Linked DNA regions of Mus musculus: regions 2, 3 and 4 are each linked to region 1. A link is a contact called in public HiChIP or PLAC-seq data. All regions are on one chromosome and are shown on one strand. Each heading gives the region's core, a stretch centred on a gene start, on an enhancer-like site or on the middle of the called end of the contact. The rest is flanking DNA. Distances are from core to core; before and after follow the strand shown. Region 1 has its middle 12 kb from the start of Gprin2. Region 2 holds the start of Sncg (synuclein, gamma). Region 3 holds the start of Fam25c (family with sequence similarity 25, member C). Region 4 overlaps Glud1 (glutamate dehydrogenase 1).

The links. HiChIP or PLAC-seq counts read pairs in DNA pulled down with a chosen protein or histone mark.
Region 2: an H3K27ac HiChIP or PLAC-seq map of embryonic stem cells shows a contact between it and region 1, with 6 read pairs. The contact joins the promoter of Sncg here to the enhancer-like site in region 1. A contact is called at or near these places in 3 of 39 promoter capture datasets (the SN4741 cell line, maxillary cranial neural crest and pre-B cells), 5 of 484 Hi-C or Micro-C datasets (embryonic stem cells, granulosa cells, liver and 1 more), 4 of 115 datasets of contacts at active chromatin or transcription factors (all in embryonic stem cells) and 2 of 9 other capture datasets (liver and pancreatic islet).
Region 3: a contact with region 1 is called in an H3K27ac HiChIP or PLAC-seq map of embryonic stem cells, with 13 read pairs. The contact joins the promoter of Fam25c here to the enhancer-like site in region 1. A contact is called at or near these places in 4 of 39 promoter capture datasets (the SN4741 cell line, liver, maxillary cranial neural crest and 1 more), 5 of 484 Hi-C or Micro-C datasets (erythroid progenitors, granulosa cells, liver and 2 more), 3 of 115 datasets of contacts at active chromatin or transcription factors (all in embryonic stem cells) and 2 of 9 other capture datasets (adipose tissue and liver).
Region 4: a contact with region 1 is called in an H3K27ac HiChIP or PLAC-seq map of embryonic stem cells, with 6 read pairs. The contact joins two enhancer-like sites. A contact is called at or near these places in 1 of 484 Hi-C or Micro-C datasets (the G1E-ER4 cell line), 3 of 115 datasets of contacts at active chromatin or transcription factors (all in embryonic stem cells) and 2 of 9 other capture datasets (liver and pancreatic islet).

The regions. Positions count from the first base shown.
Region 1 is chr14:34,186,180-34,193,536 of GRCm38.p6, forward strand. It overlaps a transcript of Gprin2 not described here. Among named protein-coding and RNA genes, the nearest start is that of Gprin2, 12 kb to the right of the region's middle. Within about 2 kb of position 4,387, at least 18 of the 459 cell types and tissues checked have an H3K27ac peak or open chromatin away from gene starts, as enhancers often do. A contact at or near this core is called in embryonic stem cells, where this site is marked.
Region 2 is chr14:34,370,371-34,377,727 of GRCm38.p6, forward strand. It overlaps Sncg (synuclein, gamma), which reads right to left and starts at 4,299. Exons shown (of 5, transcript NM_011430.3): 1 at 4,090-4,299; 2 at 3,301-3,342; 3 at 2,886-3,013; 4 at 487-546; 5 at 1-195. The coding sequence starts at 4,210. The coding sequence ends at 175. Mmrn2 (multimerin 2) reads left to right here and starts at 5,134. Exons shown (of 7, transcript NM_153127.3): 1 at 5,134-5,408. The coding sequence starts at 5,245.
Region 3 is chr14:34,352,897-34,360,253 of GRCm38.p6, forward strand. Fam25c (family with sequence similarity 25, member C) reads right to left here and starts at 2,497. Exons shown (of 3, transcript NM_183278.2): 1 at 2,390-2,497; 2 at 802-864. The coding sequence starts at 2,462.
Region 4 is chr14:34,319,999-34,327,355 of GRCm38.p6, forward strand. It overlaps Glud1 (glutamate dehydrogenase 1), which reads left to right. Exons shown (of 13, transcript NM_008133.4): 3 at 1,770-1,825; 4 at 5,515-5,578. Among named protein-coding and RNA genes, the nearest start is that of Glud1, 13 kb to the left of the region's middle. Within about 2 kb of position 3,838, at least 6 of the 459 cell types and tissues checked have an H3K27ac peak or open chromatin away from gene starts, as enhancers often do. A contact at or near this core is called in embryonic stem cells, where this site is marked.

The sequences.
Region 1 (7,357 bases), core at 3,137-5,636:
ATTGCAGATAAAAATCTTTTTGAAACGTTACTCTACAGACAGTCTCACACATACCCATAAAATTCTGTACACACTGAGACTCACTTGTTAATGCTCCCAGCTGTATAATAACCAGGAATAAAAAGATGAGTAAACCTCTCGTACTCTGCTAGCGAGAATACAAATCTGGGCAGCTGCTGTGAGAGAGAGGTTTGAGTTTGGCATTTCCTCCAACCAAGCTGGACTTTTATTGCATCTCTTTGATGATGTCTGTAGACGTTTGATTTCTACAGTTCAAACACACAGCAAACAAGACGGCCTTCGGCAGGACTGATACTCTCTGGCACATCCATATAATGGGATACAGCTTTTAGGGAGTACAGAGTTTATGATAAAGGTTATAGATGACATGGACAGACAGACAGACAGAGAGGCAACAGCCATGGTGGAGGCTCCAAGAGGAGCTCAGTCCCAACACAAGGGACAGGCAGCATGGCCCGGACTCTGAAACAAGGAATCAGAGCCCACATGGCAAAAGAGAGTTTGCTTCTGAGGACAGGAAGGTGTCACAGCACAAGCCACAGCCGACTCGATGCACAGCACAAGCTGTGGGCCACGGTGAGGAGCAGGAAGTGTGGCCATCCGGTACCCCTGTGTGTGAGCTCAGTTCCCAGGTGAGAGAGCCTGACACTAGGAAGTCCTTTACTCACAGGTAACATCTCAGTAGGGAGACAATCAATACTTGTGAGAGGGAGGAGCTGTCACAAGGTGGTCTCCAAGCTGCTGAGCCCAGGGGAAGCTCAACTCCACCTCACTAGGTGAGAGAAGCCAGTCTGAAAAGGATCAATATCACATGAGCCCCAAGAGATGACCCTCTGAAAAGGTCAAAACCACAGATGTCATAAAGAGTCCACTAGTTTGGCCAGGCCAGAAGACACGAGATCAACATTATATTCTATTATCTCCTCCTTTTAAGAGTTAACACAACTGGACCTGTCAATCACCTGGCCAGGGCCCACCCCCACCCTGCTAACTTCCCTTTCCAGCTTTGGTTTACCTGAAGACATGCTACGGGGAGGGGAAGACTAAAGTCATCCTTTTAATGAGATGATGTACTTGTCTCTCCCAGAAGCCCCTCCCTCAGTGCAGATGCCTGCCGAATGTTTATTACACGGCAACTGTAGAACCTGCTTACATTTCTGAGTTAATCATAAGAACATAACTTGTTCTTTTTCTCCTATTTCTTTTGCTTTCAGATGCTAGACAAGGCCTAGGTGTGAGTTCCCAGACACTCTGGGCTTTCTCCCTCTTTCTCCGAAGCTGTTCCTCCTGCATCCACTGTTACTCTGCCAGGTGACTGCTTACTGACCCTCAACATGCTGGCCTAAGTCAACCACTGTGAGCATCTCTCCTCCTCTTCTCCATCTCCCTCCACCTGGCAACCTCTCAAGACTTATAGTTTGCCTGCCATTTTCCCCTTCTCGAAAAGCCTAGTAAAACTGGCTTTGTACCATTTTTTTTTTAATTATTTTATGAACCAGCCTAAGAACCCAATTTTCAGTCGTTCAGATGCATATGTGAAGATCTTCCTGTGGCAGCTCTGGATACACTCATGATGCCTCGAAGTGCAGCAGCTATCATGTGACCATGAGGTCAGCCCTCACTAAGCCCCTAAAGATGGCAGAGCAGATATCTGGAAAGAACTTGACTCTTTGATCTCCTTGTTGAGCCATAGAATCAACCCTGGAACCAGAGACCTCCTGAATTCTTTAGCGGGAAGGGAACATTCTAACCGTCCAGGTAGCTTTCAGTTCACGATTCAGTTACTCGAAGTCAAGAGATCCTAAGACAGCACCTGAGATGCCGTGTGACCTGGAGTGACAAGGGGAATGCTTGTCTGGACAGTCACCCTGCCCCTCATGTAGGCAGAGAAGCCAGGGTGCCAGCTCACATTCACTTCCCATTCGTTCCCATGCACACCCTCAGCCCCTCCCTCTAAAACCCCTCTGTAAGAAACAGGTTCTCTCCAGTCCCTCTCCAGGCTCCCAGTATGCGCTGATCCCCAGCCAGCCTCGTCCTCCACGTAGAGATGCTGCCTCCCCACAAGGAGCTTCATGCCCACCCGGTCTGTCTCTTCTAGTCACCACCAAAGGGGGCTCACCTTCACGTCTAGCCTACCAGTATTCTCTGGTCTCTTCTGTCAAACATGCCTGGAATGGGGACAGTCCTGACGATCCACACCTTTTCCTCAGGCCTGGGAAGACTTTCTTCCGTAAGATAGGCAAGCACATTTGAGGCGTGAAATGTTGAAGGTTGAGCCAAAGGCCTACATAGCCACATGGGCTAGGTGGGAGGGGCAAGGTTCCCATTCCGACTCTCACACAGTCCATCTGGAGAATGCGTGTTGTCCGATCTCCCCCAGCAGGCCGTGGGCTACTGCACTGGCTCTGCCTTCTCTAGCTTTGTCGTCTCTGGATCCTCTACCCATGCTCCAGATTGGACCGGAGTCCCCCAGGAAGGGAGTAAGTGTTCGAAACGGATGTCGCAGTGAAATGACTGTCTACCCAGATGGGCCTTCCACCAGCCATGGGAGCTTCACTCCCCAGGGTGAATACTTCCCTACTCCCACTAGAGGCTCCACCCACTAAGTGGGTCTAATGCTGTGCCCCACCTTCCCAGTAGAGGGCGTCTGGCCACCCTTCTGGTGGTTTGGAGCAGCTGCAGCTTTGGCTGGAAAGTCAACCTCTACCCTTCACTTGATCTTAGCCAAAAGGCCACCTCTACTCTTAAGTCCTAGTTCCAGAGCAGGAGAGAACTAAGGGGACTCAAGACCCTGGACCTGGTAATCAGGCAGTGGCTAAGAAACAACTGTGCAAGCATGCCAAAAGACTTTGTAATTAAGACAAGCACTGTTTTAATGTAACATCTTAGAACCAGAATTCATGGAAATATGAACAGTAAAACATCTCCAATAAAGCAGGATGTCCTTGCTGACTTGTGCCTGCCTCAGCAATGCTCAGCACTATTCCTAGGCCAGTGACTTGCGACCACATTCCTATTCCTGCCCTGCCCAGAGGAGAGTCCACCTCCCCATGCACTGTGAGTTTAGGAATGGAAACTCACACAAGAGACCTATCCCCTCCTCCAGTATCGCCAACTCTACAGTAAGAAAACCAGAAACTCTCCCAAAGTAACACATCCAGGACGCTTACATACAAAATGTCATCCATGGCCACTGTCCTCCCAGACCCTTGTTTAAAACTGAGCAAAGAAAAGAGGGGACAGGACTGCACAGCCACTGTGGGGGAGGGCTGCCAAGGAGGCAGGACAAGAGGTACGGAGTGAGAAGACACATATGGAAACTTCAAGCCCTACAGAGGCTCCTTGCTTCAGAACTAGGAGGCAGATGTGGGCAGCTGGTATCAAAATCAGAAATCTCCTGACCCAGTCTCTAGTCCTGACTAACTGGATAGGAGCCCAGTTCCGCACAGGAAAGGCACAAAGGTAGGATGGTGTGCTTGTACTCACCCTACAAGGAGGCTCAAACCACACCCAAACCTAATGACAAGCCAAGCAAGATTCTGAACATATGAAAGAAGATAAGATGCATTATAAGCCAGAAAGTGTGCCCCCCAAACCTAGGACTCTGGGATGCCCTTCTTTCTGACCTCAGTCTTTGAGGCCACCCAGCAGGACCACGGACAACTTCTGATTCTTCAGAAATCCAGCAGAGCGACCCCAGTGAGATCTACCTGTCTAAGGATCTGCCCAGAAGCTGTTTTGCAAACTTGGCCTTTTAGTGTGTGTCCAAAGAAAAACAAAATAGGTGGGACAGGGTCTAGGCACTCAAAAATCAAGGACTCGGAGACCCAGACTAAGCCATGGCCTAAGGGAAATACCCCCAGGCCGTGGGAAGAGAAAGCCTCCGGTTTGGAGTGATAGGACCAAGGCCAGACAGGCCCCTGACATAAACTGAAGGAGGCTCCAGGGACAAGGATATTGGGACAGTGGCGAGACAACATATTCTAGGGACAAGAGAAATTGAGACAGAAAACATAAAGATGCTGGAGAAAGAACATCTATGGGAGAGTGTAGAAGGCCAGTTTGCTCTTGGGTGCACAGACATGATGGGGGAAAAAAAGGCACTGTAGGTCTTTTTCCAGAAAGATGCTGTGAAGTGAAAAGTCCCCAGCCAGGACAGACTGGGCAAGTCTGTGGGCACCTTAAAACTGAACACTCCCCACAGCCCAAACTTCAGTTCCTCAATTCATCTCCCTTCTTAATAAAGGGAGCCCAGGAAAGATGGGCTGCAGGATATGTTTGAAGAGCTCATGTTACAGGGCCCAGACCTCCCTCCTTGCTGCACTGACTCTGGCTATCTGCAAAGGAGAGGGTGGCCCATGACTCAGCACGAATTCTGCAGAGTCACCGCTCAAGGACAGAAAAGGTGACACGACATGTACCCAGCTCTTGCAGTAAGAGTCTGACGCCCATCGGCCTCGGTTTTTAGCATCTTCACCTTTCCCTGGCGCTCTTAGCTCTTTGTGTGTGACCACAGCACCCACACCAACCCCATGCTCCCCCAAGCCTACAGGTCAGCAGGGTCCCCAGGGCTTTCTAGGAATTCCCTCCAAAACAAGTGGGTAAAGTGTAGGATGTTTCTGAGGAGGTCCTTTCTAAAGGACAGACATTAAAGAGGTTCCTTTCTGACCCTCAAGATCACCTTCCAGGAAACTAGCAGGTTAGGGACTGTGCTAGAACAGCAGCCTTAGGGGATCGAGGCTAAGCAGGTGCTATGCCCAGGCCAAAGGTAGAGCTGGTCTCTGTTCCCCCTAGGATGAGAAGACAGAATAAGCAAATCTTTTTGTTTTTAATTCACTTTACATCCCACTCACAGTCCCCTCTCTCCTATCAGTCCCACCCTTACAAATCCCTCTCCCATTGCCCCCTCCCCTTCTCCGCAGAGAGGGGGATGCCCCCTTGGGTACCGCTTAGCTTACTGATCTCAAGCATCTAGAACAGTGTGTCAATCAGAAGCAGCTAAGATGGGGAAGGGACACTGGGCAGTGGAGTGAATCCTGTTAGACCATACCAGCCTCCATCTATTCTGAAGAAGAGGGTCCTGGGACTTGGTTTAGGTGATGCTGATTTTAACAAATTTGCCACAAATGACTCCCCCCAGTGATGTGGTGTGCACTGTGGGGGAGGAGCTGGGGGCTCATGATGACACTAGAATAATCCAGAGTCCCACTTCAGATTCCACAGGGGCCCTGCCCTGCCTGACAAGTTGGATGAGAACTCATGAAGGACTAGCCATAGCTTCAGATGACAAAACTGGGCCAGGCCAAATGACAAACGAGAAGGAGTTCAGCATGGACAGAGGCCAAGCTTCACCTTTAATCAAGATCACTAGTGTGGCAGAATTGCTTCTAAACAGTATCCAGAGGAAAAGGCCTGGGCAGTGTGTGGACCACAGGCCATATGGACTAGGTGATGGGCAGATGCAGGCACAAATGCATCTGCCTGTGGGTACACAGCACTCCCTTTGGGACAGATCCTAGGGCTCACTACAGAAGCCTACCCCCAAGGACCTGGAGCTTCCAAGCCTGCACACTCAAGAGCATGAGAGCCTGGGGCCTGCTGTCCACCCCGGGAAAGCCCGAACTCTGCTGTAGAGCCTCGACTGGCCCCAAGTCACATCCTTGATTGGTTTCTGTCCTTCCCTACCTCATTCTCCTCACCTCAGAGGACTGGTAGGGAGGGGATCTCCTCCTCTGCTTGGCTCTAGGAGCAATGGTTTCAGAGGTTCCCAGCCAGAAGGCACGTGTCCTATTCAGGGCACAAAACTGGGCCTGGATGAGGCTCTGAAGAAGGAACTTTAAGGGAATGCCATGTGGACTGTGGTGGCAGCCACATCCCCCACCCCCACCCCCTGGCCATGAAACACTGGGCAACACGGCCAGCACTAAGTTTTACGTGGGTTATGAAACTTCATTCTCACAAGCCAAAGCTAAAATATGGCTTCAATCCCATTTCAGAGCTGAAGAAGTTGCAGGTCTTCAGGGCTGGTGTCTAGCCCAAGACTTTATGAACACCAATGTGAATTCAGAATTCAATTCCCAGCTCTAGACACATAGGCTATGGTGGCCCTCCCCAAGCCCAAAGCATGGGGAGGGTCCAGTTCAGCTACTGTCAATTATCTAACACGTCCAGGGGTCAGAGATAAAACCAGGTGACATCTAAGGGGGTAGAGGACTCTTCCCTCTTCAGCACTGTGACTGCCAGTAGGTAAAGAGCCTGCATTTGAAGTAGTTCCCTAAGACGGTGATGGCAGCCTAGAATATACACAAGGGATATACTCCTGTGTGTTGCCTACAGAAAGGCAGTCTCGGGGGTGCTAAGCTTCAGGAAGCCAGGCTTCATCTGTCCTAAACCCAAGATGCTCGAAAGGAGAACGAGTAGACAGAAGGGGGTGGTCCCAGAAGACAGAGGGAAAAACCTGCCAGGACACGGAGCCCTTGGACTCTAGGGTTCATGCCTCAGAGGACAGAATTTACCAGATCAAAGGAAGCAAGACTAGCCATGCCCAATGCCCCCTTTCTGCCATGGCCTGTCAAAGCTCTAATCTCTCAACTTGTATTTAATTTTTATTCAAAATAAGACAAACATATACAGTGAGATCCATCACCTCCAAACGGGATCCCCAAATGTCCAGCCAGAGATCTAGATCAGAAATCTATAAGACAGTCAATGACCTTGTTCAACCCCTGGCCAGAGCACAGGCACTTGCCTTGGGTCACACAACTATTCAGACATGCCATGTCTGTAAGGAGTGTGCTTGACGCCTGGGAAAGGCATAGTACCAGTAAGACTACCCTACTATGAGGCTTCTTGCCTGGAGCCAGCCTATCTTGCCTTCTTTCTTTGATCCACTGACATGCCATTTCTGCTCCAAGCCAAAGGCCTCTGTTACAGTTTCCCTACCTCCTCTGCAGCAGCAGGACCTTGCTGACAGGGCAGATAAGCCACCTTTCAGTCCCTGTGGTCCCGGAAGCGCTCCCCTTACACAGCCTATTAGAGCTTCAATCCTACAGGAACTCAGGCCTGAAGCCCTTAGTCTACCTAACCCTGGAGCTCTAATACGATGACTGAAGGAGCCGTAGGCCAGGAGTCTGGGGTCTTCAGCAGACTGCTCCATCCTCCTGGGCCTTAAGAAGCCCTTGGGTAATAAAACCAGACGGAAAGACTCTGGGTCCCTCTCCCCACCCAAATCTACTGGTCCCCACAGCCCAGGCCATGCTAGGGCATTCCTAACACACAGGCCATTTCTAACCCTGACATTCAGAGTCTCTCAGCTCTAGCCATTTCCTACCTGGTA
Region 2 (7,357 bases), core at 3,049-5,548, 180 kb after region 1:
AGCAGGGGGTGCTGGCGCTGGCAGTAGCGTGTGTGGACTTGTGGCACTGGGCTAGGGACAGAGAACTTGGGCAACCTGCAGGGCACTCTAGGCAGGGCATTCAGTGTGCCAGGTTGAGACAGGGTCCAAGGCAGAGGGGTGTCCCTTGAGCCTCTGTGGTTGGCTGGCAGCCTTCTAGTCTTCTCCACTCTTGGCCTGGCAGAGAAGAGAGGGCAGGAAGAAGAGGGGGAGGGCAGGAGGGAGGGAGGAAGGGAAGGAAGGAGGGAGGGAAAGAGACTTGCACCCATTTCCAGGCCCACAATTCTCCTTGACCACCTGGAAATGGTCACTCATGGAGCGGTCAGGCACTCGGGTCCCTGACTGCCCTACCCACGGCACTGTGGGAAGCTGTGGAAGGTCTCCCAGGACCAAGAAATGAAAGCAGGGCCTCTCTGGCTCAGGTCTCTATGGCAGAACTTTCTGGTGCACCCTGGGAACCCCTCTTACCTCTTCATTCTCCTCTTGCTCTTTGGCTTCTTGGTCCTGTGCAGGGGGTTCCAAGTCCTCCTACAGGGGAGCAAAGGAGACACAAGGCTATGGGAAGAGACACGGGCCCTCAGTTGCCATAGCAGGGTCTCCCCTGTCAGGTCTCACAGATGAACAGAGGCCTTCCATCATGTTTCTGTGCTTAGAGGGTCTGGAGGTGCCAGATACCCTCCAAGCCAGGCATCATCTCCTGCAAGCACATCCCAAGTCATGGGCACCTGGCCCCTACAGACTTAGGCTCCTTAAGCGAGGAAGCCTGGAGTGTGTGCAGTAAGGAGAGACCCTTGAGTCACACAAACCCCTCCCTCAGGCTGTATGAGCATCGAATGCCATCACTGTTCACAGAGATCCTGAGGATAGGGGTCAGGGCCTAGATACTATTGCATGGCTTCAGAGTTCAAAGTATCAGGGCTTCAGGTCCCTCTCAGGTACTCAGGAGTGTGGGTCACTCTTCCGGCCTTCCGGATGGACTCTTGGCTCAGGCCTGTCTTCCATCTCCACAGCATTTCCTTCACGGTCATGACGGCAGTGGGTTTGGAACTAGACTGATGGTCAGTCTAGAGTCTGTTCTCAGAACGTATCTGTGTTAACTTGGGGTTAGGGTATGATGTCACAACTAGTTCATGGGTCAACAGAAAATGGCAAAGCCCCAAGGGCTCAGTAGCATCTTCTAGGTTAGCAAGGGTAGCCTGAACTTGCTCCCAGGATCCTTCTTGCCAGTGGCTTGGGAGTAAGCTTCCTGGGATGACTGCTGTGCTGGGAACAGTGGTAATGATGATGACAGGTGCTGTCTTAATTAGGGTTTTACTGCTGTGAACAGACACCATGACCAAGGCACTTCTTATAAGGACAGCATTTAATTGGGGCTGGCTTAATGGTTCAAAGGTTCAATCCATTAGCATCAAGGTGGGAGCATGGCAGCATCCAGGCAGGCATGGAGCAGGAGGAACTGAGAGTTCTACGTCTTCATTTGAAGGCCACGCTAGGAGAAGGCTTCCAGGCAGCTAGGGCAAAGGTCTTAAAGCCCAGGCCTACAAGGCCACACCCACTCCAACAAGGCCACACCCACTCCAACAAGGCCACACCCCCTAATAGTGCAGCTCCTTGGGCCAAGCATAAACAGACCATCACAGGCACTAACCATGTGCCTGGCAGAATTGCATCCTAGTATCACTTCTCTGCCTCCTCCCAAAGCCCTAAGGTGTAGCATTTCAGATGAGGAAATGGGTATAATCCAGAGAGGATCTTCTCAAAGTCACACAGCCTGCAGAGGTGCACCTACACACTCCAGTGACAGGAGACCCTGTGCTGGCCCTGGAAGCAGGTGTTTGGGGTGAGTGACCCCTCCCCTTTCTCCTGCTCCTTACAGTAGTCTTCTGTGGCATTGGCTGTGTGGGAAGCCTAGGGCTGCACCATTGGGGTTGCCTGCTGTAGTGTGTGTGGCTGACCATAACAGGTCTTTGGAATTAGCTTCCTTCCCAACCTCCATTCTGGAATCCCCATTCATGCACAGTCCATACTCAGTCTTTCAAGGGTGTAGCTCAGAAACTGGCCACTCACGGAACCTACGTGCTGGCAGAGACCAGCCATGTGACCGTGGTGCATCATATCACCTAATCTCTCTAGGCCCTTCCTTCCATATCTGGTTTGGTGGAATTTGGGGCCCCATTAAATAGGTTAGTAAGTGTAAAAGACTTAAAGCAGAGCTTACTCTTTGGCAAGTGCGGAGACAGCTCCTACTTCTGGCATCTATCCCCAGAGAGCCTGATGCCCCTGTTTTATCCACTGCCTGCCACATGCGTACATACACATGCGCATCCATTCACACATGCATTCCACGCATATGCGTTCACACACATCTCTACCCTACCAATAATGCACATACAACCCACATGTTCACACAAAGACCTCAGCAGAGGGTGGAGTCGGAGCCCTGCCACTTGCCCACCACAAGTGGGCAGTGTTGCCATTACTGCTTCCTTGGGAGGTGGAAGCTAGACCCTGGGATGAGGGAGGGTTGGATAAAAGATAAAAGGTAGCTCTGGTGGTGGCTTTCAGCTTTAGCCTGTCACCATACACTGCCCTTGTGATATGTATTTCCTGCATGCCAAGGGGATGGGGCTGGCCATGGTCTGCATGTCGCTTTCCTTGTGCATAAAATGAATCCCAAGTCCCCACTCTTGGAGTGTGATGGGGATTCCTGATATGAACAGGTACAGAGATACCAAGTCGCCCCAGCACACAGTGGGTACTGTCTGTAAAGTTAAGCAGTGTCTAGTGCTATTTACCCGTGTGTTCACGAGGGCAGAATTGCCTCCTATTGCTGGGGAGCCTAGAAAAAGGACATGAACCAGGCTTACCTTGCGCACCACCCCGGTGGTGACCACGATGTTTTCAGCCTCCTCCACGGTCTTGTTGGCCACTGTGTTGACGCTGCTGACCACAGCTTCACTCACGGCATTGGCCTGCTCCTTGGTCTTCTCAGCCACTGCAGAGGATTCTGGTTGGACTCAGCCCTGGCCCCCTCCACTGCTGCCTACCCAAGCTGAGGAGAGCAACCCCTTCCCAGAGCCCAGATGCCTGATGCCTGACTTCTAGTTACTTCGATCCCTTTGTCTGACTCTAGGGCAGAACAATGTGATGGTCTATCTTCAGGGCATGTAGTGGTTTGGGTCACCAAGGGCTTAGGGCTCCAGTTGGTACAAAGAGGACTTCAGGTATGGACCCTGGATATAGGGCAGGATTTGTGGGGTCCCCAGTTCTGGGTCATCTTACCTGAGGTGACACTTTGTACCACGTTCTCCTTGGTTTTGGTGCCTATTGGAGGAAGAGGTGTACAAGCGGTCAGGGCAAACAGCTGGACACAATGTGGGGGCCAGGAGGGGATGAGGATGGCGTCTGGGGACAGTAGCCCCTTCAAAAGGCCATTTCCTGCTGTGTCTGAAGGACAGAGGACAGACGGGAAGGAGACAGGACAGGAAGAGGGGACAAAATAGACCAGGCCTGAGGTACTGTTACTGGTAGGGCTATGGCCCTTGCATGGGCGTGGCCCCGGCCTCAGAAGCAGCAGCTGAACAGGGCAGAGAAAGCTGAGTCACAGGATTAGCCACCCCTGTCCCCTCTTTAGAAAGAGCCCAGAATGCTGGGGGTGGGTTGAACACTAAATGGGACCCATTTTCACAGACTACCCTTCCCCTCTAAGCCAGGAGTGGCCTGGCTCAGATGCAGCAACTCCCATTGGAGAAAGCGGGGTCCACCTGAGCAGATCATTACCTCAGGGTCTCCAGGTTAGGAGACTCCAGGCATGTGTGTGCATGCTTTTGAGTGCCCACACGTAGGTGTGGCACTCCGGTCCTGTCCCACTCAGAGTCCCTTCCCCCAGAGTATCAAAGACAATTAGATACTACCATATTCTCCAGGGTGTGCGACCCTGCCTCAACAATCAGAATTTCATCTCAAAACGCTTTCTAGAAGCTGGGGGAATCTGCAGAGGGAGGCATCTGCCCTCCATTAGGGACCCCTCCACCCTGCCCCGCCCCGCCCCGCCCCACCTACCACACTCACCCACATACATAACCCCCTCCTTGGTCTTCTCAGCTGCCTCCGTTACTCCCTGCTTGGTCTTTTCTACAGCACCCACAACACCTTCCTTGGCAATGGAGAAGCCTTTCTTGAAGACGTCCATGGTGTTTGCAAGGATGGAACCTGGCTGCTGCAAGCTATGGACTGGAGTGCTGCCGCAGCCGCTGTCTCTGCTGCTACTGCCTCTTATTGACGCAGATGAAATATTGATGCTGTGGCTGCTGGCTGGAGCCCAGCCAGCCCGGGCCAGGGTGGGGGCAGGGAGGGCGGGCCAGAGAGAAGGCATGCCTCACGGGGATACCAGCGAGCAGGGCCCGGGCCCCTACTGGCTCTATTCTGCCCTGCTGACTCTTGTTGGCCCTGGGGGAGGGAGAGCGTGTTGGAGGCTGGACATATCCTAATCTATCATTACACCTCATTCATCCTTGGAAAGCCCTGGTGGTCTCGTGCCCTGGCTCTTATATGCAGAAGAAAAGTGCCTTGACTGATGATGCCTCAGTGTCCCAGGCTGGGCCGGGGTCAGGGCCAATCCAATGAATGGCCAACCTGCAGGCTGCCCTGTTATCCAGTTCCCCACTGTATCCTGGATGCTCTTGAGCCTGGAGCTCTAGCCAAACCTGTTGGAAGGCTGAGGCCAGAAACACCCAAAGCTGCTCCCCATGCCCTAGACTGGGCTGCCCGCTGTGTGATTCTAGCATAGTCCCTTTCCTTCTCTGAGTTCCCACCCACCTGCTAGTTCCCATAGCCCAAGGTGCCGAGCAGGTGTGATGTGCCCGTTCCCCACTTCCTGGCCAACAGTATGGGTGGCACCAGATCTCCTCCAGGCCCACGACAGAGTCCTGGAGAAATAAGTTTAATGGGGCCACCTTTATGTGTCTACCAAATCCCGTGTCCCTGATTCAAGTGCCCTCAGGACACAGGAATTGACCTGAGTGGTTGGAGGCCTCCAAGGGGGCCAGGCTGGAAGGGGCGGGGGCGGGGGCGGATGAGACTTGCCGGGTGGGCCGGACCAGGCCACTTCCTCCCTTTGTTGTCCTCGTGTTTTCTTTTCTTTCTGACATTTCGCTTGAAGACCACATCACCAGCAAATTTGAGAGTCACTTGTAAGGCTGAGCATCAGCACAGGAGCCCCTCACCATGATCCCGACACTGCTGCTGGGCTTTGGGGTGTACCTGAGCTGGGGACTGCTAGGGTCCTGGGCACAGGACCCCGGTACCAAGTTCTCCCATCTCAATAGGCCCGGCATGCCTGAAGGCTGGAGACTAGGGGCTGAGGATACCAGCAGAGACCCCATCAGACGGTAAGGAAATCCTGCCCTTGTCGGAGATCGGGAGATGATGTCTGAGCCCCAGATACACATCTGAGGAATGGGCTGATGTGTGGCTATCTCTATAGCTAAGGGATGCTAGTTTCCTGGATCTGGTACTCCAGGCCCCAGGCTGGGGATGGCAGGGTGATTCCTGCTTGACCTATAGCAGGGGCTTTGGGTGGGGCTGCAACAGGTAACACAGCTCCCACTAGTGGCATGGGACTCAGAGGGTTGGGTGTTCTAGATGATTCCAGGTGATGGGGCTATCGCTCCTGCTCTTCAAAGGAGCTCAGCTCTGAAACCTGAGCCTCTGTAAGGCTGGCCCAGCCTAAGCCCTAGGGGACAGCAGCTCACAGGGAAGGCATTTGGATCTAAGTGCCCAGAGTACCAGGCCAGGATTACTAAACAGAGCAAGGGTTCCTCAGTCCCCAGAGCTCATGGAGGCAGGGAATCCTAGAGCAATTTCACGAAGCCTCCTGCACGGACAGGGTGCAGTGAGACCCCAGGCAAGGTTTTCCGACATCGCCTTTATGCTTAGAGGTGCCAGGACTCTAGGTCTGTCCCTCAGGGTTTGGAGTCTCATGTCTCGACATGTTCAAGGTGGCACGCAGATGCCACTTCCTGGGATAGCCTCTGGGGCTCCACTTTTCAGGTATTCTCCCCATTCCTCTCCCCTAGCAGCCTGATTCACAGTGGCGGGGCCTGAGGCTCACAGTGCTTGAGTCATCTACCCTGGGTCACAGGCACAGAGAGCTGGACCCTTGCTTTCATACCTAACTCTCAGAGTGGAAACTGTCGGATCTGTAGGGTAAACGGCCAACATCCCCCTCCTACCCCTACCACCCCCCCGCCCCAGCCTCCCCACTACATAGAAAAGGGACTGTAACAGAATTCCCAGACAAATCCCCTGGACCAGGTTTCTGTCTGCTTCTGACTCTTTTAGGGGAATAGCTGTTGGGAGCTTTCTGGAAAGCAGGCCTGGCCATGGAGAGGCTGCCTCGTGAGAGGACATATGTGCTGTTTCGTGAAGAAGGGGTGGGTCTGGTGGTGTAGGGAGAAAGGGGTGTCCTGTTCATCCCTAGTTTTACCACAGGCTCACAAACACAAGGCGACTGTTCACGGAGGCAGTCAGTCCTACCATCTACCTCTGACTTCAGGACCAGGGACCAACCCTCTCTCTTCCCTAGAGCCACCAGGAGCAGGTCCCAGTCTCCAAAGGAAAGATGGAGGAGCTTGAGGGGCCAGAAGGGAGGAGTCCTGGTCCTTGTTCTTCATTCCCCCTGGGTGTGGAGAAGGTCTGTTTGTTCCCTTAGCCCCTGGGATTAGAGGACCCTCCATCTTTCCCTAGGTGGAGTTGTGCCAGACTCTAGGGACTAGAGGGGTTTGTGCATAGTGAGCTGGGCTCAGGAATACCCAGGTCACCCAAGCTAGGGCTCCTGCCTTCCGGGGTTTCCTTTTCATATCCCAAGAAGCTTGGACCCCACCATCCAAGTTATTGAAGTATCTAGAGAGCCTGGTGGGAAAGGAAGGAAACACAGCAGCTTCCTGGGCTGACTGCTTCCCAAGTTCCTGTGACAGGAGGCGGAAGTGCTGCTCAGGTCCTTGGGCAGAAGGGGAAGGGGGTTGTGGGGGGATCCAGGCGCTGTGTTCCACTACTCCATCAACAGAGTGGGGGGCAGGGTTGGGGGAATGCAGCATCGGCATCAATCATTAAAGTCTCTGCTGTTAGAGCCAGGCCTCCTGCTTTCTATTTGGGCCCCCCAATTCCATAGGTCAGGGGCCAGGCAGGCTCTGGACTCACAGGGATAAGAGCTTTTGGAAGAACGGTAAAACAAAACAACTTGGTGCCTCCACACCCTGCGTGCCCAGGCTGCCAGGTCCCAGGGCAGAAGAGGGACCTGGTTAGCTGTTTCCCAAGCCCCTGGAGATCCTGCAGAGGC
Region 3 (7,357 bases), core at 1,247-3,746, 160 kb after region 1:
CTTTTCCTTATTTTGCCTCTTTGGTCTTGAGTGAGGGTCTCGCTCTATAGTTCAGGCTGGACTAATGCTTGCTATGTAACCCAAGCTAGCCTCAAGCTCACAATCTTCCTGCCTCATTCTCCCAGGTTCTGGGAGCCTAGGCAAGCTCCTCCACTGGCTACAGAAACAGCGAGTTCTGCTGTTTATGAGCCGATGAATTCCTGACATTTCATTCTAGCTGTTTAGCTTAAAGAATTACAGCCTAACTGTTTAATATATTCATATATTTAAGTGTAAGCCCTTCGTCCAGCTGGACTCCGCTGGTTGTAGAGAATGGAGGTAACATTTAGGTACACTGTTCTATTCATGGCGTAACACGTACAGAGTAAAGTTTTAAGTAAATACATATTTAAATACATGATTGCCATGACACTTTTTTGCGGTATTGTCTTCTTAACATTCGGCAGAGAAAACAGCCTGGATGGAGCCCTAACACAAGGTACAGCCTACAGATAATTGCATATGGGGAGAATGTACAGATAATTGCATCCCAGCTGAGAGGGTGCTACATCTGGGGCAGGGCTAGGTCTAGTTGAGCAAGAAAAGGATTAAGGCTAGCACAAGGGCTTCCTCCCTCCCTCCCTGGCTCCCTGCCTGCCTACTTCATTCTCTCCCTCCCTACTTCTGTTCCCATTCTGGGGACTCAACCACTTAGGTAAGTACTCTACTGTAGACCTACATGCAGCCCTCTGTCCTTTCCTTCCCCGCTTCTCTCCTTCTTACATGCTCCCATCTCCCATCTCCAAGCAACCTCAGCCTTACCCTTCTCTCCAACCTCCTTGGCGTGGCCCACCACCTCGCTCACCACCTCTTCCACTGCGTGAACTGGAAAGAGAGGACAAATTCAGAGTGAAGGTATATGTAAGCCCGCTTCCCTCATGATGGCCTGGGTGCCTCTAGACAATAAGACTCTGGCATGCTACCCCCAGTCATGACAGACAACTTAAAAGAACCCCTAGCTGCCTCTCTTCATAGCCCCTCAAGACCCCTGGCTGCTGGAGATGTACAAAGCCCTCCATGCCCCTCCCCTCAGCCAGGAAAGGCATGGATACCTAGAACAGCCAGCCTCTGCCAACTGGAGGCCTGAGCCAAAGTAGGTTTGATGGTCAATTAGTTAGCTAGCTAGCTAGTTTGTTAGCTAGGAAGAGCTGGCTGTCCTGCTTCAGCCACACCTGGACACCCTCAGAGAAGCTAAGCTCCTCAAGGCAGCCCTTCCTGGAAGAGGATACCCCTAATTACCTCCAGGTTCTGGGAGGTTTTGTGGGAGCTTGAACCCAAATTTCAGATCCAGAACTGCTTCTAATACCACCTTCCTCTGCTGTGTCCCTCACAACTAAGAAGGCTGAAGGAATAAGAAGTGTCAGGGGCTGGAGAAATGGCTCAGCAGTTAAGAGCACTGGCTGCTCTTTCCAGAAGTCCCGAGTTCAATTCCCTGCAACCACATGGTGGCTCACAACCATCTGTAATGGGATCTGATGCCGTCTTCTGATGTGCCTGAAGACAGCTACAGTGCACTCATATACATAAAATAAATAATCTTAAAAAAAAAAAAAACAGAAGAAGAAGAGGGTCAGATCCAGCTGCTGGGCTAAGAATGAAGTAAGTGCTGATGTGTCTGCTGCAGCCATGTCCAAAGAGACTGCCAACTTGACTCAGGTGTTTATCTGTGTCCTGAAGTAGGAGTCATACGACCATGTACCAGGAGGCCTTGGCCGGCAGAACCCTGTTCTAGGTTCTTGGAAGAAATGGAAACGTCCTTTTAGACTTTGAGCAGGATCAGCCTCCATGGTTTCATAATAAAAGAACCTTTGAAGCTTTAAAGCATGGTGAAAATGAAAATCCACCCTCCTAGATTTTTGCATAAACTGATCAAACTAGGCAGGAGTTTTGTTTCGTTTTGCTTTAGGGTTCTTGCAAAAATCCAGGACCTTGCATAGACAAATGTTCCACCACCGAGCTACAACCTCAGGCCCTGAAATAAGCAATACTGACATAAAAGGCACTCTAGGCTTCCAGAAAGAAGGACCCAAGCCACCGGTTCCTGCTGGCCTCCTGGATCCCACCCCCACCCCCCACCCCTGGGGTTGGCCTCCTCCTGACCTCCAAGCAAGTTCAGCCTGGGTCATGAAGCAAATCCCTAGTGGGAAGGCTGTGACTCTTTTCTGAGCAACTACCCCAGCCTCTGTGCCTCTGACTTTGCTATCTCCTGGTGGGGCCAGCAGGTCAAGTTTCCTGATGGCCCTTAGCCTACCCAAACACCCTTGCCTGCCTGCTGGAATCAGCTCTCAACAGACCCAGAGGGAGGAGTCTGCTGCCAACTTCTGGGCAGATAGAAAGCCCAGGCCCTTACCTGCTCCCTCAGTGGCTTTCTCTGTGCGGTGGGCCAGGCCCTCGGCCGCCAGCTTCCCCAGGCCTCCCAGCATCGTATGGCAGCAGACAGTGACAGGTAAAGCTTGCTCCTCAGACTGGAAGAGCGTGCTTTTTATATATGCCTACCACAGCCTGCCAGGCTCCAGGGCACCAAGCCCTTACCTAGCCAGTAGTAGGCTGAGCAGATGAGTCAGGTCAGAGCCTGGGTGGGGCTACCCCAGTACTGTGCACAAGCCTTCTTTCAATGAGCCCCCACCCACTACCCCCTCTTCAAGGACCCTGTGAAGCAGAGATAAAAGGCAGAACCAGAGAGGTCATCTCTGAACAGGTCTGGTCTCCAGGGCAAGGAGCTCAAATGTTCTTCGAGAAGATAGCACTTGGGAACAATAGTTCTGCCAGGTCCTAGCTGGGATCTAGGCTCTCTAAATCTGGGCACTGCTGTGTGCATGATGTCAAGACCTCTGGGGTGCCTGTCAAGAGTCCTGTCTGTGGCCTAGTCAGCCTTCTAAAGCCTAGCACCAAAGCACCCCTGAGGCCAGACACAAGTGGTCCCATTGCCAAGGACCCTGCCCCAGCAGAACAGCCAAGTAGTCGCCCCTAGACAGGGGGCTCAGAGTGTTGCCTGACCGTCTGGAGGGCACAGCATTGACCCATGTGGTCATCCTGGCTCAGTCAGCTGATTTTCTCTCATCTTAGCTCCCGGGTTACCCAGGACTGGGGCAGCCAGCACATGGGGACATGCTGGCCGCTTTGTACCCTGGGGCGGGGGGGGGCAGCTTCTAGGGAAATCTGTGAGTTTAACCGTAGCCACTTCACTTCCCATATCCTAGACAATGAGGCAGAAGACCCCATCGCCACTTGTCTTAACTAGAATTCCCCCTAGGAGCAGTTCTACAGTTTCCTGGTGTGTCGGATACAGAGGGTCAGGGTGCCTCCCTCATTACTCAGGATAGGCAGAGATTCCTCAAGCCACATTCCACATATTACCTCCCTTAATCACTAGTTCAAACAAAGCCTCAGTTTCTCCATCTATAAAATGGGATAGCTATGTCTTCCTGGCTGTGTCATTGATAGTCAGTGGGTCAAGTACACAGGTTCTTGCAAATACCTGTTCCCTCCTGCTCATCCAAGAAATTCCTCTAGACAGTAGGCCCTGCTCACTACGGCAGGGGACCAAGGCGCAGCTGGGATGTTAGACCCCTTGATGCTAAAGAGATGAGGGATATGGACTCCATTGACCTAGGGCCAGGGCCAGAAGGTCATCCAATGTCCCTATTTACATAATCTAGACTATGGCTAACATCTCTTCCCTGTTGAAGCCTCTCTCATCCCTCAAACCTGCCCTGCTAGGTATGACACGACTTAATTAGTGTTTACCAGACGAAGGGCCCTCATAGCCCATGCCCTTTAGAGCTGAGGTCCTCCCACATTCCTGTGTGGTATTGGTAGACCCGGACTGTGATTAAAGGGTGCTATGGGCAGCAGGACCTCCGGTCACATAGCCAAGCCCCATCCATATCATTGCTATCTCCTTGGGGCAGACGTGGACAGACAGGTGACTTGGAAGAGCCCTTCTTAAGAAATAGAAGGCAGGGAAAATGATTACTCAGTGGGCAGAGCACTTGCCACATAAGCCTAAGGGCCTGAGTTCAAATCCCCAGGATCTGCATAAAGCCGGCTCCAGTATGGAGTGTCCATAATCCTACAACTAGTCCAGGAAGATGGGAGGCAGAGGCGGGAGAACCACAGGATGCTTGTGGACTGTCTAGCCTGGTATGTACAGTGGGGAAAAATATGAGACTCAGTCCCAAACAAGGTGGCCGGTGAGGGCTGATACCCTATGTTGTCCTCTGACCACACATATGTCACAGCACACACATGCCTGTTGCAGTCATACACACAATGTACATATACACAAAGACCTTTTTAAAAGAGAGAAAAGAACACAAATATGTGATTTTTGCTACTCGTACAACTGGAGATATATGCGTGTGTGTGTGTGTGTGTGTGTGTGTGTATACATACATACTCTCATGGCTGCAAAAATGACCATGAAACTAAGGTCCCTGGAACTCAAGTAAGTCCAGTCCTCCCTACTTTCCTCACTCAAGACAAAGTTCCAGAGTATTCCTTCCACTTGGGGTGTTAGGCTGGGAAAGGAGTGTACTGATGGGGGGTGCTTCAAAATGCATGGAGATAGTTTTGGAACCATCAAAGGCCCTGTTTCCATTGAGAGTGCATGTGACCCCTACTCTCATAAGGGTCCTCTCTTGCTATTCCCCTGCCAGCTTTAGAATGGCCTCTGGACCCCTCCCTATAAACCCTTCGTTGTTCTCAGCTTGGCTCTCCTCTCTGAAGCTCACTAGCCCCAACAGACCCTTGTCAAAAGTCAGCCCACACAGCCCAAGGTGCTGTTCCTTCCCCCTGCCCTTCAGGCCCTGCTGCCCAGGAACACTGCCCTTCCTAGGACAGCGTCTCTGGGTGAGCACTCCAGTGATGTCACTCGACTACCCTTTGCCCAGACACACACACCCCCAAATGTCAGGAAAAGTCGAGGGACTAGGAGAGACCAAACCATCCAGAGATGGACTTAGGTCCCTGACCCCATGGCTCTGGCCCTGGTCCAGTCTTACTGGTCATTCAACTCCAACTGTGACCTGTTCCCTGGTCTCCCAAGCCACCCCGAGTGTCCTGAGAGGTCTTCTGTGCTCCTCTAGACTCCTGAGAATGGATCCCTTTCTAGCCAAAGATTCTCCTAACCATGACAGATTCTGTGTCACGGGGTAGCTTTCCTCACCTGCTTGAGACTGAAGATACCTCAGGTGGGAGAGTCTGCCCTCCATTGCCCCATCTTGGAAGACACTCCAGGGGAGCAACCCTTGAACACAGACACCCAGGCAAACCTATCCTGAGCCAGCAGGCCAAGTCTAGTCTTCCCTGGGTCAGAGAGAATCTGGCTTTAACAGGAGTGAACCAATTTTCCAAGCAGAATTTGCTCAGCAACCCAGTCTGGCAAAGGACCTGCTGGCTGAATCATCAAGTCGAGGAAAGCTGATTTTTTAAATACCGATTGCCAACTTAGCAAACACCAGTGCTCTTTTTAAAATATTTACTCTGGGTGGCTAAATACAGAGACTGCTGTCTCATGTCTGTCTAAAACATCCAAAGGGTGGTCGTCCATCCTGCCTCCGCTGCCTCATACTTCAGCTCGCAGATCTGAGTTTTTGTACTGTATACTGTACCCACAAATCCTGCACATGCTGAGTCCTCCCAGTCATAGCAGAGCCTTGTTCATCCAGACTCTCATAGACCTGGCTTGTGGGTCACCAGAGGAAGCTACACCCAACAGGCTGTGTCATCTTACACATATTCAGGCTATCAGCAAGATTCCTGGTGGAAACCAGAGAGCTCAGAAAGGGACCATTCACAGGGGCAAACAATAACAGACAGTGGGACACTAATCATCAGGAATTATAGCAACTATTATCTCTCTAGATATCTCGGGGGGACATAAGATCCCTGCCTCCTGGAGCTGTGGCTGTGGAAGAGTCAAGGGACAGAAGCTGCCGCCATCATCCCAGAAACATGGACACATCTAAACCATCCACAATGGGGAAGCTGCTGAGAAAATAGCTACCTCTTCAGCTTCCAGCCAGCATCTTCCTTCCCTCTGACTGGTCTCAGTTAGGCTCAGAGTCAGGAGCCCAGGTAATGCAGCCCAGGAGAGCAGTCCAGGGGAGCTGGTAGAGAGTGTGTGGGTGTGGAAGGGGATCAAAATACCAGCTTATCCTTCCAGAAACAGTGGCTTAATTCTAAATCGCCTCTCTCTCCCCTCCTTAGAATTGTGTGGGACAACAAAAGAAAGAAAAGAAAGCCGGTATCAAGCCTAATTTCAGAGTTGGTACGGCTGCTGTGAAAAGCAGTGTGGTGATTCATTGAAATCCTGAAACCAGGAAGATATAATCCTGGTTCCTTCTGCTGCAGACCCAAAGGAAATGGAAAGGCTGTCTCAAAAAATACCCATACCCCTATGTTCTCTGCAGCATTAGCCACAATAGTCAAGATGGAAACAGCCAGATGTCCGTCAAGGAAGGGTGTCTTAGCTGGGTGTGATGCTGCAAGTTTGCAGTCCCGAACTCGGGAAGCAGGAATATCAGGAGTTCAAAGTCGAGCCTCAGCTACATAATGAGCTCAAGGCTAGCACGGGTATGTGAGACTCGGTCTCAAGAGAAAGAAAGAAACAAACAAACAGAATCAACCAAACAACTAAAACCAAGCAACAAAAAGTAGCTAACAAGAGTTTACTATGTATGCACAACACAATGTTAATCAGCTTGAAAAAGCAGGCTTTGCCATTTGCCTCGACATTCTGCTAAGTGAAACAATCAAAGTGTAGACAGACAAATGTTGAATGACCTCACTTGTATGTTTAGTCTACAAAAGCCAAATCCACCGATGCAGAGAGTAGTGGTGACAGGGATGGCACACTGAATAAAAGCACAGATCTGTGCTGGCCGCGGGGCTCAGGTGGGAGGGTTCTTGCCTAGTGTGCATGAAGCCCCAAGTCAGATATGGTGGCCCACACCTCTAATCTCAGCACTCCGGACTCAGGTATAGGCAAGATGATTAGACATTCAAAGACACAAGCTCCAGGCCAGCCTGGAATCCACAAGTCCCTGTTCAAAAAAACCAACCAGACAACCAGATTACCTTCCCACCTAGGCAGGGCTACAGAATACCATGAAATAATTAGCCAGCAGGAAGTTACTCCAGGTTGCCTCTTTGTTTCCACAAAGATTAAGGTAGAGGACCTTCATTGTCTTGCTAATTGAACCTGGCCTCTTTGGTAACTCTGCAGTTTCTTTTGTCCAGTCCTCTGGGAGGGACAGATAAACAGAAGGGTTTCATCTTGGTTCCAAGGAACTTTAGCGAAAGTGATTCCATTTTG
Region 4 (7,357 bases), core at 2,588-5,087, 130 kb after region 1:
TGGGGAAATGTGGCTATGCACGGCTACTTTTTAAAATTCTCCTTATTACCTTGTTTATAATGATGTGTGTGGAAGTCAGAGGCAACACTGTAGAGGTGGTTCTTAATCAAACTTAGGTTGTCAAGCTTCTAAGACTGTTTACCTGCTGAGCCAATTCATTGGCCCAATGGTTACTTTTAGTATGCTATAAAAATATTTAACAGGCCGGGCAGTGGTAGTGCATGCCTTTAATCCCAGCACTTGGGAGGCAGAGGCAGGCGGATTTCTGAGGTCAAGGCCAGCCTGGTCTACAGAGTGAGTTCCAGATAGCCAGCACTACACAGAGAAACCCTGTCTCAAAAAAAAAAAAAAAAAAAAACCAACAACAACAACATTTAACAGAACTGTTTTGTTTTTTGAAAGAACTTTGTTTGTTTGTTTGTTGATAGTATCATACGCACACACACACACACACACACACATATATATCCCTGGCTGGCTTGAAACTCTATGATCAGTCTGGCATTGGACTCAGAGATCTTCCTGCCTCTGCCTCCCAAATGCTGGGATTAAAGGTGTCTATCACCAAACCTGACCTGATTTTTTTACTTTCTTTCATAGTCTTCTCCATTTCTGAATTACAACACATGCATTTTGTTGCTTAGGATCTCTCTAAGGGCTATGGGAAGTAAAGACTGGTTTCCCTCCTTATTTGTGTGTTTGCATTATAGTTGTATGTCAGTATAGATTGTAACACATAGGTAATAGAATATATATCACCAAGGAGAACATGGTAATTAAAGAAATAAGAACTTTGTCATCATTTCCAAACTTAAAACAGTGAAATTTTTATAGAAGCTAACTGAATTTTCTTGAAGCATACACCCTTGTTTTAAATGCTCATCCATGGTCTAAATAAATCATAGTGGAAGGAAAGCAAATACAATATTCTCTTAGAAGTAATAGAATACTGATTAAATACAGTTAACACCTGGCTGGCATTATATATGATACCTGTTCAGTAAGATTTCATTTCAAGTTTAACATCTGTGTTTTCTTGTGATGCTGAGAATTAAATCCAGGGCATTTTTCATCCTAGGCAGGCACTCCACCAACTAAGCTACGGCTTCAGCACTGGCTTTAGTTTGGGAATTTTCTAGAATTAAAGCAGTCATGTAGCTGGGTGGTGGTGGCTCACGCCTTTAATCCCAGTACTCAGGTATAGGTAGGTGGATCTGTGAGTTCCAGAACAGCCAGGACTACACAAAGAAACCCTGTCTTGAAATAATTCAGAATCTGAAACTATATGAGCACCAAAATAGTGCTCCAAGTAGAAAACTCCATACCTGAACTTATGAGGTGAGCTATTGTCAAATCGTAGGTATCAGGCTGCGTGGTGGTGGTGGTGGCGGCGCATGCCTTCAATCCCAGCACTCTGCAGACAGAAGCAAGTCAGTCTGTGGTCGAGGCCAGCCTGGTCTACAGAGTGAGTTCCAGGACAGCCAGGGATACACAGAGAAACCCTGTCTCAAAAAACACCAAAAACAAAATGTAGGCAACAGTAAAATGTCCTACATCATTACCAGTACATTATGTACATAGGAGACATAAAATTCTTGTCTAGGGTTGGACTCCATCCTCCAGATAACTAATTGTGTATAGGTAAGGAAGAAGATGAAATACTTGAGAAACATACTTGATGATATTTGCTCTCTCTGTATTGGCAATATTTTCTGTTTTTATGTTTTTTAAGCTTTTATGGAACAATATCTTTCACTATTCTCTCTCAGATGTACCGTTTGGAGGTGCTAAAGCAGGCGTTAAGATCAACCCCAAGAACTATACAGTAAGTATCCAGCTGGCACTGTCCATGTAGGGCCTAAAGTTGTGCTCCTCATGCCAGTGAGGTTAATGGTGCCATTGCTTTCCTGGAGGAATTGGAAAACAGCTAATGGTTGACTCAGCTGTAAATTTCCTAATGTATCTTGCCACACTTGCTTGCTGTTGATGGCTGTGCTTCTCATGTTAATAGACATTTACATCTGCCACAGACAATCTGGGTCCCTGGTCTGTGAAGAACGGGATTTCTTAGGCAGATGGACAAAGATTCCGGATGAAAATGACAGACAGATACACGAAAGATGTGTTGAATCTGAATGTAATGTTCTGGTTGAGCTTCAGACTTATATTACAACGAATTATCAGAGGATACAAATCACAAAAAGACAAGATACACTGAAATTCACCAGTTACAGCAGAAAGGAATTTACAGGGACTAATTAAATGTTTACATTAGGGATAACAAGCCCTGCCTTTGGATCAGCCTAATGCCAGGCAAGAATTTCACACTTTAAGGTTAAAAGCATCAGGGGGTTGTTAACTCTTGACAGGCCTTAAGAGTAATGTGCTATCACAGAGCTCTAAATTCTTAGGTCTAATAAAACTTATCTTGTCTGGAGAGTTTCCCCTTATCAGGGTAGTATATCAACTTATACTTGACATGGAAGTAGCCTGTAGTAAAAGATTTCTATCTCAGTGAGACTTTTAGTCTCTATCTGTAAACAGCTGAGTAAAATGGCAAGTGCTTAATTGTTTACTAAATGGGTTAAGCTCCTTGCTGCTATCTGGAATCTAAGAACACTGGGAAAAGGCTTTAGCTATGTTAGAATACAATCTTAAAAGGCATTTACTATAAGGTGATGCTTAATAGAGTGCACGTGAATCTATACACTAGATTAATGTGGTGGAAATTTGAATATAATGGGTTAGGGTAAGAGATGCCATAACTCTGGGAGGAAAATTTCCCTGGACTCTTATCCTCGTAAAACAGCTTCCAGGCTTTTCGCCTGACAAACCGATCCAAACTGGAGAGTTGGCTTTCGCCAGAATATCCAGGAGGAGAGTCCTAGAAATTCATTTCTCATGAGCAGCTTTTTGGCATTTCTGCCTCACAAGCTGACTCCACCAGAGTCCGTGACATACATCTAAATTTTTTAATTTTTAAAAGTTTTGATCTTAAGTTTTGTGCCCAGCATGATGGCACACACTTTTAATCCAAGCACTCAGGTGGCAGAGGCAGGCAGATCTCTGAGTTCAAGGATAGCTTGATCTACATAGTAAGTTCCAGAATAGCTAGGGCTACCAGAGAAGTCCTGTCTTGGAAAACTAAAAATTAAAACATGAATAAGATTTTGATCTTAAGTTTTAATACCAAGGTTTTATTCTAGCAACAAACAACTTATCTAGTAAAAATCATGTTTATTCTGTTAGTTCCAAGTTAGTTAAAACTGGTTGCTACAGTAGTTAGTTGTGTGGTTTCATTCTCTGAAATTCACCATTTGATGACTCCTTGAACACACTGTCACCCATACTTGGGTGTCTTGTTTATCTCTGTAACCCTTTCAAGAAGCCCACACCCACGCACTTGGATATATATGTCTTCTCTTTTTTAACTGCTGCTCTCTTAACCCTTATGCCTATATTAAGCATCTGTGTTAAACCCCAACTCTGTCTCCCTTTTTGCATGTGATCTTGTTTTGTTTTTGAGATAGGGATTCACGACCTAACCCAGATTGACCTCATTCTCAGCTGTCCTCCTGAGACTTAGGGTTACAGGCACAGCCGCCACACCCATGTTAAAACTTTACATTTAAATGAAAGTATAGGATGACCCATGGAGTCTGCCCTAGGGTTTTACTGCTATGAAGAGACACCTTGACCCCAGCAGCTTTTATAAAGGAAGACATTTAATTGGGCTAGCTAACAGTTTCAGTGGTTTAGTCCATTGTCAACATGGCAGGAAGCATGGCAGCATGCAGGCAGACATGGTGCTGCAGAAGAAGCTGAGGTCTACATCCTGATTCACAGTCAGCAAGAGACTGCCACACTAGGCCCAGCTTGAGCATAGAAAACTTCAAACCCCGCCTCCACAGTGACACACTTCCTCCAACAAGGCCACACCTCCGTAATAGTGCCATTCCCTATGGGCCAAGCATTCAAACACATGAGTCTATAGGGGCCATCCCTATTGAAACCACCTCAGGATCCATATAGTTATAACTGTTTTGTGTGAGTGTATGAGAGAGAACGACAGAAACCGAAAAGAGGGGGGATTGAGGATGTTATTACTTTGAAGCCCTGGCTGACCTGGTACTTGTGTGTGTGTGTGTGTGTGTGTGTGTGTGTGTGTGTACTCACCCTAGGATGGCTTCTTTTACCTCCTAGGTACTGGGATTGCAGGACGCACTGTCATGTTCTGCATTATGCACACACACATACACATTTTAGACAAAGTTTCCCTTTATAGCCTATACCTATATAGCCTTATTTGTTTCCACATTCTTTTGCCTCGGTATTCCCAGTGATGGAGTTACAAACACCACGTCTGGCAGGTGTAGGTGGATCTCTAAGTTCATAGCCAGTCTAGACTAGATAGCAAGTTCAAGGCCAGCCAGTAAGACTCCCTCAGTCATGCCTTCTCTGAACCAAGACTCTAGTCCTCACATGCTAGGCAGATGCTCTCCCGTTGAGCTGTATCTCCCCAACCCTCTCTTTACTTTTTATACTGAGACAGGGCTTCACGGGGTTGCCTTGAATTCTCTGTAGTCCAAGCAGGCCTTTTGAAATCTTTTTTATTTTATTATTTTTTTTAACCAGGCAGTGGTGGTACATGCCTTTAATCCCAGGATTTAGGAAGCTGAGGTAGGCAGATCTCTGAGTTCCAGGACAGTCAGGACTAGAAAGAGAAACTCTGTCTCAAAAAACAAACAAAGAAAAGAAAGGAAGAAAAATCATTTTTCTGAGATACATAGTGAATTCCAGGTCTGCCTAGTCTGCTACATAGTAAAACCATGGCTCAAAAAAGTAACTAGACAGGGCCTAGCAAACACAGAAGTGGATGCTCACAGTCAGCTATTGGATGGATCACAGGGCCCCCAATGGAGGAGCTAGAGAAAGTACCCAAGGAGCTAAAGGGATCTGCAACCCTATAGGTGGAACAACATTATGAACTAACCAGTACCCCGGAGCTCTTGACTCTAGCTGTATATGTATCAAAAGATGGCTTAGTCGGCCATCACTGGAAAGAGAGGCCCATTGGACTTGCAAACTTTATATGCCCCAGTACAGGGGAATGCCAGGGCCAAAAAGTGGGAGTGGGTGGGTAGGGGAGTTGGGGGGAGGGTATGGGGGACTTTTGGGAAAGCATTGGAAATGTAAATGAGGAAAATACCTAAGAAAAAAGAAAAAAAAAAGTAACTAAAAGTGCCTGCTCCACAAGTGGTACTGGGAGTGTCTTTCCAGCCGGGGAGGTGAGGGAAGGGGGTGGCGCAGGCCTTTAATCCCAGCACTTGGGAGGCAGAGGCAGGCGGATTTCTGAGTTCCAGGCTAGCCTGGTCTACAGAGTGAGTTCCAGGACAGCCAGGGCTATACAGAGAAACCCTGTCTCAAAAAGCAAACAAACAAAAAATCCTCTTTCCATTTGATCTTTATATCAAAAATGTGTTTCTCTGTGTGTTTGTTTGTTTCTCTCTGTAGGATAATGAATTAGAAAAAATTACACGGAGGTTCACTATGGAGCTGGCCAAGAAGGGTTTTATTGGTATGTATTGCCCTATGTATTTCTGTATAGAGTGAAACACCTACTAAGTAATGATCTTGAAGAAACTCCTGCTTTTATAAACCTTAGGTATAGTTGTCCTTTTCCTTCTAGAAACCAGGTTTTATTATAGATCTCATAGACACAGCTTAGCTTGTTTTTAACAAGTTCAGGTTCTCGCTGCAGTGTGGAACAAGGACACTAAGGAGAGATCTTTCCTGCCTTGTTCACACCCTTTTCTGAAGCATGGAAAGGGATGTGACTACTAAATACTGGATTTATAACAGTATTTTTAAGATGTGAGAAATCTGATGTCATTTAGAAGCTAGTGGTTTTAATGTGTATTAGCTGTTCCTTTACCTCACTGGAGGTGGCGGTGAGGCTGATGTCATCAACTCGCTACTCCATTCTCCTTCAATCTCTGAGGAGTGCTCGGGTCAGTTAGAGGAGCTTTTGTGAGCGTGCTCCATTTCTAAGGATACTTCACCTGCTTGATATTCTTATTGCCTAGTATCTGTGTTAATAAGTTCTTTGTGAGATAGGAATATTTCTTGTGATGTGTACTTGTTTACTCTTCAGTTTCTAAGTAGTTTTGTCTTAATAGTTCTTGGTCTACAGGCTCTGGTTAACTTAAATAAGTAAGGTTACTCAGTAGAATGTTAAAGGGAGACTGGCTGGGATGGGGTTGGGCACAGCATCCTCTTAACTCTGCTTTCCTATGCCTGAGAGTTCCCTCCGTGTTCCCTCCACAAGTGACAAGCTCCTATGCAATTAAGCTGCATATTGAAACTTGTTCTGTTGTTAGGAAGTAAGGTATAAAATAAATGAATGAATACAGGAGTGAGTATAGGAAAAGCTCGACTGTTATAAGATTTTGTCTGAAGTCCTTAGGGTTCTTGACATGCTTCATATGATCACTACTATGGATTTTACATGTGCCGCATTGCCCAGAGACAGTCTGCCATCAGAAGTTAATGAGCACCTCACTCTTGCCTACAGGGGTGCTTTCTGATTTCAAGATGGTGAATTCACATTCCAGCCTGGTGATGCCTTTGTGGTTATTTGAATTGCATGTTTGCTTTTAGCCTAAAATCTTAGTTATATTTTACCCTTGAGTTTTTCAGATTTCATGCAGTCATATTTATTGCCATATTTTCATACGTTTTTTCCAGCGTAGTTGTAAGTCTTGAAAGTTCCAAAAGTGACTCACTGGAACTCTGAAGGACAGTCTGAGTAATTTGGCCCCTTTGCTTGTAGAAGGCAAATGAAAGCTTATCTCTTGTCTTCTCACTTCCCTTTCTACAGGGTTCACCATCAGACTTGAGTCTGAATTCTTACCGTTAGCCCTGGGAGTTTAGGGTCAGATATGGGTGGAGTGGGATAGAGGAGGAAAAGTCAGATTTTGATAGGAATTGTGTTGAATATAGAGGCCATGGGGGGGGGCATATTTACCAAATTAAGCCTTCTAACCCATAAACATGGGCATCTTTGTGCTTATAGGGCTTATTTTCTTCATACTTCTCAATACTAGAAACAACTACAGAGTCCTTTTGATGCTATTGTAAGGGATAATGATATATTAGGGGGTTATTTTTGAGTTTTGTTAGCATACTTAGTAATTTCTATAATCAAACCCATATGGGCAAGATGTTGCATATTTAATACAGTGTGTTGTCCCTATACAAAAGGAAATAAATGAACTTTAACATTTGTAGGCCAGCATGGCTATTGTTTCTTACAGTATCAACTTAAACTTAGATATTGCTTTTTCCCTTTACAATT